Regions from separate parts of the Mus musculus genome. Here region 2 is linked to region 1. Evidence: chromatin contacts called from public Hi-C data. All regions are on one chromosome and are shown on one strand. Each heading gives the region's core, a stretch centred on a gene start, on an enhancer-like site or on the middle of the called end of the contact. The rest is flanking DNA. Distances are from core to core; before and after follow the strand shown.

Region 1 (3,696 bases), core at 875-3,374:
TTTATGTATTTTGTATTCATTACACAAATATAGCAAAACACAATTATCGCGGCTTAGCTCTAACTAATATAAAAGGATTTTCAGAGCAATTTTCAGTCTCTTTGCACACTTTTAAGGTCCTGAATTTGCATTCTGTAGCCAGAGATAGTCAGACCCAACATTGAACTGCATATATGGAGATCTTTATAACTCCAGTGGTCCCAAGACAGGCCTGTTCATTCTTGGAAAGGCAGGCCCTTTAGAAAATAGCCCATAAGTAGTATCACCCAGTAAAATCAGCATCCTTCTGGCTGTTGCCCTAGGGTCTGGATCTCAGTACACAATGGGGCCCCAACTCTGCTACTCTGGGACTATGTTTCTGTTTATATGCTAATTCCTCATGATGGGCAAAACCTAAGTAACAAATTCTTCTATACTCACAACAGACAGGATGGAAGTGTGTGTGGATCTGAAAGGAAAACCAACTGTTCTCACAGGCAGGATGGCTCCATTAGCAGGCCAATAGATTCACTGCTCTGATATAAGCAAACATGCGTTCTACCTTGGGGAGTGCTGAAGCAGGAGAGGAACCCAGGTGTTCTTAATACTTAGTTGTCACAGCAGCTCTTTGAAAGCTTTCTTCCCCATTCGTGGGTAGCCAGAGAACACTGTCAGTCAAACTGTTGGCTCAATCTGGAGAACAAGTTTGCATACATGGGGAACATGTTCTTAATCTGTTGCCCCAAACATGTGCTTGGCCTCTGTCATGCTAGGCATTGTGCCAAGTGTTTACAAGACTGTTCTGTGCAGCCCTTCCAGTAGTGACACGAGGGAAGGTCTGCTGCTCTCACCAAGGCACGTAATGTGAGGCTTAAGAGGAGACAATGTACAAGTGCCTGGTATCAAATGTGAGGGTCACACTTCTCACACAGAGATTGAGGTTCACTCTCTACCCGAGACTTCTGCATCTGGCTCCAAACCAAATTAATCGATCCAGCCTCTGATCACAGTGACCCTTGAATCCCGGGTATTAATTCTGGTGTTACTGAGACCCCTTGAGTACCTGTAATAAAGTGATTGACTAAAAGCTGTCCAAGTTGTCATGCTGATCTTCTCTCTCTCTCTCTCTCTCTCTCTCTCTCTCTCCTCACCTCAGCCCCATCATGTGTCTTCCTACAGTGAGAACCATAGCCATGGGCCATCAAAATGAAATGGACTTTGGAGAGCATAGAATCCACACCTATTATTTTTCAGATACATAAAATGAGTCCCAGAAGGATCAGATATTCTGCCCAAGGTTATTCTTGATGCAATGCTGGGAAGGTACCTGTGCAACCAGGGCAGGGCATTGCAGCTACCCATCCACCCACCCATCCACCCACCCATGGGCAATGTCAAGAGTGGCCCTCTAGCTCCTTTTGCAACTCTCCTCTATTTTTTGGTACTGAAGTTCCCAGAAAGTTCACTTGTTTTTAAAGCAGGATGTAACCCTTTCCCCCTGATAATGCAATGTAAATTGTGCCTTGGGTCCAGTTGCTTGTCAGTCCTTGTCATCAAGTTAGGATCCCTGTCCCTTGAGATACCCACTTTGTAACTGAATCTCTCTTGCTCAATGCTCTCTGCTCCATCCATGTATCAAAGGTCACATCCTTGTGGACCTTACTGACACCACACTGCAGTGGGGCCTGGGAGACCACATCACAATTAATTTCTTTGCATATTTCTTAAGCTGTTCAATGGCTCTGTGAAAATAGCTGTTGACTGGGTTAATAAATTAAAGGATTAAAGAAGAAATACTTTATGCCAGTAAGTGTCATGGAATCCCTGGTAAAGAAGTTTTCTAGGTCAGAGGTGGGGACTTTGTGTCTGCTTCTGCTCCTCCATGCTAGAATTTTGTGTACTTTAAACCTAGGCAGTTCTTGATGGTTCTGTCACAGTCTGTGAGTTTGTATGTGTACCAGTCCTCTTGTATCTGGAGGACACTGTTTTATTTAGAGTCATCCACCATCTCTGGCTCTTATAATCTCTCTGCCTCCTTTTTGGCATGGATCCCTGAACCTTGAGGGGACATGTTTGATAAATACACACTACCCAAGCAGTTATTTGCAGACGATACTCACTGGGGAAGAGAAAAACCCATTTTCTCCAGTGCAGCGGCACTGAGTACATCAGTCAGATCACTCCCCATGGACCATACCCACTGCCCCTGACCTCAGAGGGCAGAGAGAGATGATGACAGGAGAGAATGCTAGGACATCCTACTTACTGGGAAGGAAAAATCGTTGCTGCTTCCTGGGGCCTTGATTTTCTGTGATTTGAACCAAATAGTGAAATTGTATCCTGTTGGCAAGTCTATCTTGTGTTCCCTTGGAAAGACTTAGCCAGATGCACCCAAGGATACAGTAGGATCTAGAGGCAGCAGCATCTGATGGCAGTGTTGGCCTGCTGCCATGCCCACGGGTGTGTGAACATTTCCTGCAAGTCAAGAGAAAGTCCGAGTCCATCAGCTACCACCCTATGTGATGCAAGGGAAAGAGAAATGGGGCTCTTCCATTTTCATTGGGTAGCTATTGGAGTCTCTGTCATGGAGTGCTGGTGGGTAGTCAATCTCAGAGCTCTTATCGTCAAGATTCCCAGTCCAGGTCAAGCCCTGAGTGCCCTGAGGAGCCAGATTACCGTATTGGACACTGTTTTAGTGTGCTACAGTGAAATGCTTCCACCAGAATGTGGGGATCTTGTAGCATTAGGAGGAGGTATAGAATGAGCTAGTTTTATATAAGCTTAGAGTCAACCCTCTGGAGTTTAGTCCCCAGACATAGAATTTAGGTACTATGTGAAAATAAACATATTGTTTATTCTCTAGAAGTCTAGCTTTGCTGTCTTAAAATAAAACTGATTATAGTACTATACATCAGCTGCTCTGAGCTGCGAGTACGCTGGGCCTCTTTAAAGCATCCTGCATAGGAAATAGTAAGTGCTCAATAAATCTTAGCCATTATTTTATCATGTCATTAGTGGCTTTTCATCCCCTGGAATGAAGCATTTTACTGGAGAGCTAGAGATATGTTTGTCCTTTTAAATTGGTCCTAAAAAATCTAGAAGTGAAAAGCAATGAGTTCATGTTGAAGAAGCACACACCCAGTTCCCAGCTCAGCAGTGTTGCTCATGAACATCCCCCTCCTGCCCTCCCCAGTCCTGTTTCCCTCACAGGCTCTTGCTTGTGCCCAACAGTGGCCATTTGCACTCCACATGCCAACTTCTTTTTGCATCATTGGCTTTTCTTCTCTAGACGGAAAATGTTTATAAAAATGACAGCCATTTTACAAACACAATGCTTTGCAAGGCTGCCCAGCCTGGGGTGTGGGTGCTGAGCTCTGTCATCAGCCAGTCAGACCTCTCCTGAGATGCCAACCAACGAGGGTTCTTCAGGGATAATTGATGTTTGTTTGTTTCTGGGCAAGTCCAGATTCGAGCACCTTTTAAAGAGTCAAGTGCCTACTATAGTCACTTCTCAAAGTGATACTAAGTCAGGCTTCTCAAAGTGATAGTACTTGGTGGCTGAAGCTTTCCTCTCACCATTGTGGAATCCCCAGGGCCCCCCGGAATTGGTGTCCTAGTCAGCCCATACTGTACACTGCAGCACGTGATCTCCTTACTACGCACGGCTGATTACATCCCTTCCTGCTTGTAGCTGGTCAGGGATCTTGTGACTTGGTC
Region 2 (3,696 bases), core at 498-2,997, 110 kb after region 1:
AGCTAAATTTCCTATGCCTTATCACTTCACTTAAAATCTTTCTTGACAGACGCCCATATATTCATGTGAAGCAGCAATGATTTCATGCATCCAGTGGGGAGAACAGAACAGGACAGCCGGTGTCTTTTTCTCACAGGAAATTTAAATCTCCCACAGATAGCCTCACCTCAATACAAACTGGAGAGGCTAACTGGTTGAGCTCACAGCCTGCTGTGTGGAGAAATGGTCCAGCTACGTTCACCCTTGCGAGCACTTCAACAGCACAGAAAACTTGGACCTTTGTGAACTAGAAATGGCTATTAGAGTAATGAATTACACAGATCATCCAAGTTTTTAAAACCCTATTTGCCCCAAGTCTTTGTCCTCTCCCAAGAAAGTCTAAATGGAAATACAGGGATATGATTTCAGAATTTGACTCTCTTTGTGAAGAACAGGCAGCAAACAGGTCCCAACTATGCCTGGGCCTCTCTTATCTTGAATTTATTTTCTTAAGTGTGCTAACAAGAGTAGCGAGTGTCAACATCTGTCTCCACACAGTCACCGGCTTTATTTTTGCTAGGAAACATTTGCCTTCCAAAAGCTAATGGCCTGGGTTGGCTTTTATTTATTTTCTGTCGGCCTGTCACGTCCCACCACAGGAAGACGGACTGTTTTCTGAGCTTGGGACATGATGGGACTAGTTAGCTTATTTTGATTATGTGACTGTTCGTGATACAATCCAGGACAGCTCCCGGCAAAGGACTCTGAAGTAGGAGATGCTGTCCAGTGGAGGATGGCTCTGGTCCATAGCTCCCGGGTGGGAGGCAGCCACCTACTTCAGGATTGAGACATCCTCTGTAGAACAGCAGAAAATGATGCGTCAATTTTCCCCACAGGAAGAAACCCAGCAACTCCATATCTGAGTAAATGGGAAATTTTTGCAAAATCCACTTTCAAGGCAACAGGCTAAAACAGTAACTTCTTGTAACAATGCCACAGACTTAAAATTATAGACAGAATTAAGATGTAGGCCAAGAATGGACTCTTCCTGTTTGTTCAAGCCTTGATCGGAGTTGACCACAAACTCATGGGACAGTAGGCCCTGAGCTGAGGGGTGCTAACACATAGATTTGAGGAAGCCCCTGAAAGCCTTGTGAAAGGTGGGCTCTCGAACTGGGGATGGTGGTGCACGCCTGTAATATTAGCACTAGAGGTGATAGGAGGATTCCAGGTTTGAGGCTAGCCTCACATACATAGCAATCTGGAGGCCAGCCTGGGCTATGCGATCATGTCTCAAAAATAAAAACAAAAGACAGAATTCTCAAGTTTTTGGAAATCAAGAACAATTGGTGAAGGCTCCAGGTGGCTCCCATACGTGCATGGGCTACCAGACCACACACTGATCGATATGAGGCTCTGGAGATGAAAGATAAATGAACTTATATTTGTTTATGTCTGTCTTCCTTCTCTAGACAGCAAGGCCAGAGGTTGGTAAGGTTTTTTTTTTTTTTTCTATGAAGAGCCAGAGAGCAAATATATTAAGCTTTGTGAGCCAAGAGGCCACATACTTTGCCATTATAGCATGGACCCCACTAGGCAAGTATATAAACTACCAACATGTTCAAGATGAGTGGGGGCTGAGTCTGGCCAGGGTCCACAGGTTGCAACTCCACTCTTGGAGTAGGAACCTAGTCTTCTTTGCCTGGAGCCCCATGTCTGCACAGTGCTTGCCAGATGGCGTCTGGTTGAGAAACGGTGAGGGAGTGGTCACAGTCCTTGCCTCAGGGATACACATTCTGGTGCAGTGGGGAGGAGGTGAAACAGCAAACGAACATGATGTAAGAAAGAGGCCCATGTCCCTTGTGTGTGTGTGTGTGTGTGTGTGTGTGTGTGTGTGTGTGTGTGTGTAATGTCAGGGGTCAGGGTGCCCGGCAGAGCAGATACAAACACAGGACTCTCAGTTAACTTTGAATTTGGGGTACACGGTGACTACAGTACTGGAAACATATGCTGGGGTGACAACTCAGTGGGTAAAGTGCTTGCGGGACGAGCGTGAGGACCTGAGTTCAGATTCCTAGCACTCTCAGAGAAAGCTGTGCCTGAAGGAGTGCCTGTAACCTGAGCACCAGGAAGCAGAGACAGATGGGTTCCAAGGGCTCCCTTAAGAGAATCCTGAAGCTCCAGACACAACCTGGAGCCTCAGAAACAACAAGGAAGTAGAAAAATGATAGAGGGTGGTGCTCAGTGCCAACCCCTGGGTTTAGTGGCCACATGCATGGGAGTGTGTACCTGCACACATGCCAAGTACACGTATACACCACCCCTCACACAAAATACACGTGGTCCAACTGAAACTCCTATTTAACTACCTACCATCTGAGCAGGAAATTCAGGGAAGTTCCCAGGACTGTGAGCTGTGAGAGGAGAGAGCAGGTACCTCGAAATGAAAGAAGCCAAAGAACTTGAAAGGCAGGACAAAGTGAGTGCCACAAAACCGACACCCCAAGAGTTAGGGGTCACTTCTCATTCGGGCCCAGGTGTGGCTGTGGGGATGGATGGGCCCACAGCCAGGCTGGAGATAGGGGTACAGCTTTGACCCTGAAAGAAAGGGTCAGACTCAGTCCTATAGTTAACAGCGAAGGAGACAAGGTCCCTAAGCAGAGAAGTGACCACTGCCAGCGGCCAGAGGCTCATGATCACAACAGTACACAAACTCTCCCATGAGATTCACAGCACATTAAACTCTGGCCTGATTTTAACTTTCCCAGGCTCTGTGGATTGGATTTTCTTCATTATGAAGTTGCTTTCGGGCTGGTGAGATGGCTCAGTGGGTAAGAGCACCCGACTGCTTTTCTGAAGGTCCAGAGTTCAAATCCCAGCAATTTCATGATGGCTCATAACCATCTGTAATGAGATCTGACACACCCTCTTCTGGTGTGTCTGAAGACAGCTACAGTGTACTTACATGTAATAAATAAATCTTAAAAAAAAAGAAGTTGCTTTCACACATATCCACATGCACATACAATACAGTTCAAGCATATTCATATGTTTGTATGTATACTTCTCATATATTTACATGCATATGCACACACATTAGTAGACACATATTAATCCATGTCTTTTGTAGGGCTCTCCTATCAAATCTATTCCGTAAAAAACTGAAAACTGTCTCTAAAGCTCAGAAGAGAGATGGACAGATGGAGGAGCTGTTGCCTGGAAGACAGCCACAGACATCATGTGAGTGGGAGGGCATATAGAAGGGAGAAAGGTAGCCAAGAGAGGAACTGGAAAGTACCCCAGACTGGATGGGATGATCAGAGGGGATAGTTGAAATAGATCAAGACAGATTTGACAAGGCAACTAAAGGAGAGAGGACAATTTTGCTCTGGGATTTAACCAAAGAGGAAGCATGGAGAAAGAATCACAAGAAGACCGAACAAGGGCATTGAACTCGCCAGTGTAATCACCGATGCCTGCCATCCAGCCGCTGTCTGCATACGGATGAGGGTGAGAGGTTCTGAGCTGTGTAGTCTCAGATCTGTTCTATTTAATACATTTGATTATTGCCACGAGTGAAGACATTGTTCATTATCTGAGTTAGGATTTCTATTGCTGTGAGGAGACATCATGACCATGATAACTCTTATTAAGGAAAACATCTAATTGGGACTGGCTTACAGTTTTAGAGGGTTAGCCTATTGTCATCATGGCAGG

The links. Hi-C and Micro-C count contacts between places; a contact is called where the count stands out from the background.
Region 2: a contact with region 1 is called in a Hi-C map of 3T3-L1-derived adipocytes, with 2.8 times the contacts expected there. The contact joins two enhancer-like sites. A contact is called at or near these places in 5 of 484 Hi-C or Micro-C datasets (the 3T3-L1 cell line, 3T3-L1-derived adipocytes, the HPC-7 cell line and 2 more) and 1 of 115 datasets of contacts at active chromatin or transcription factors (double positive thymocytes).

What each region holds. Positions count from the first base shown.
Region 1 is chr7:129,856,182-129,859,877 of GRCm38.p6, forward strand. No RefSeq gene overlaps it. Among named protein-coding and RNA genes, the nearest start is that of Gm39095, 47 kb to the left of the region's middle. Within about 2 kb of position 2,125, at least 5 of the 459 cell types and tissues checked have an H3K27ac peak or open chromatin away from gene starts, as enhancers often do. A contact at or near this core is called in 3T3-L1-derived adipocytes, where this site is marked.
Region 2 is chr7:129,963,739-129,967,434 of GRCm38.p6, forward strand. Gm4265 (predicted gene 4265) reads left to right here. Exons shown (of 4, transcript NR_046077.1): 2 at 3,110-3,489. Among named protein-coding and RNA genes, the nearest start is that of Gm4265, 3.4 kb to the left of the region's middle. Within about 2 kb of position 1,748, at least 28 of the 459 cell types and tissues checked have an H3K27ac peak or open chromatin away from gene starts, as enhancers often do. A contact at or near this core is called in 3T3-L1-derived adipocytes, where this site is marked.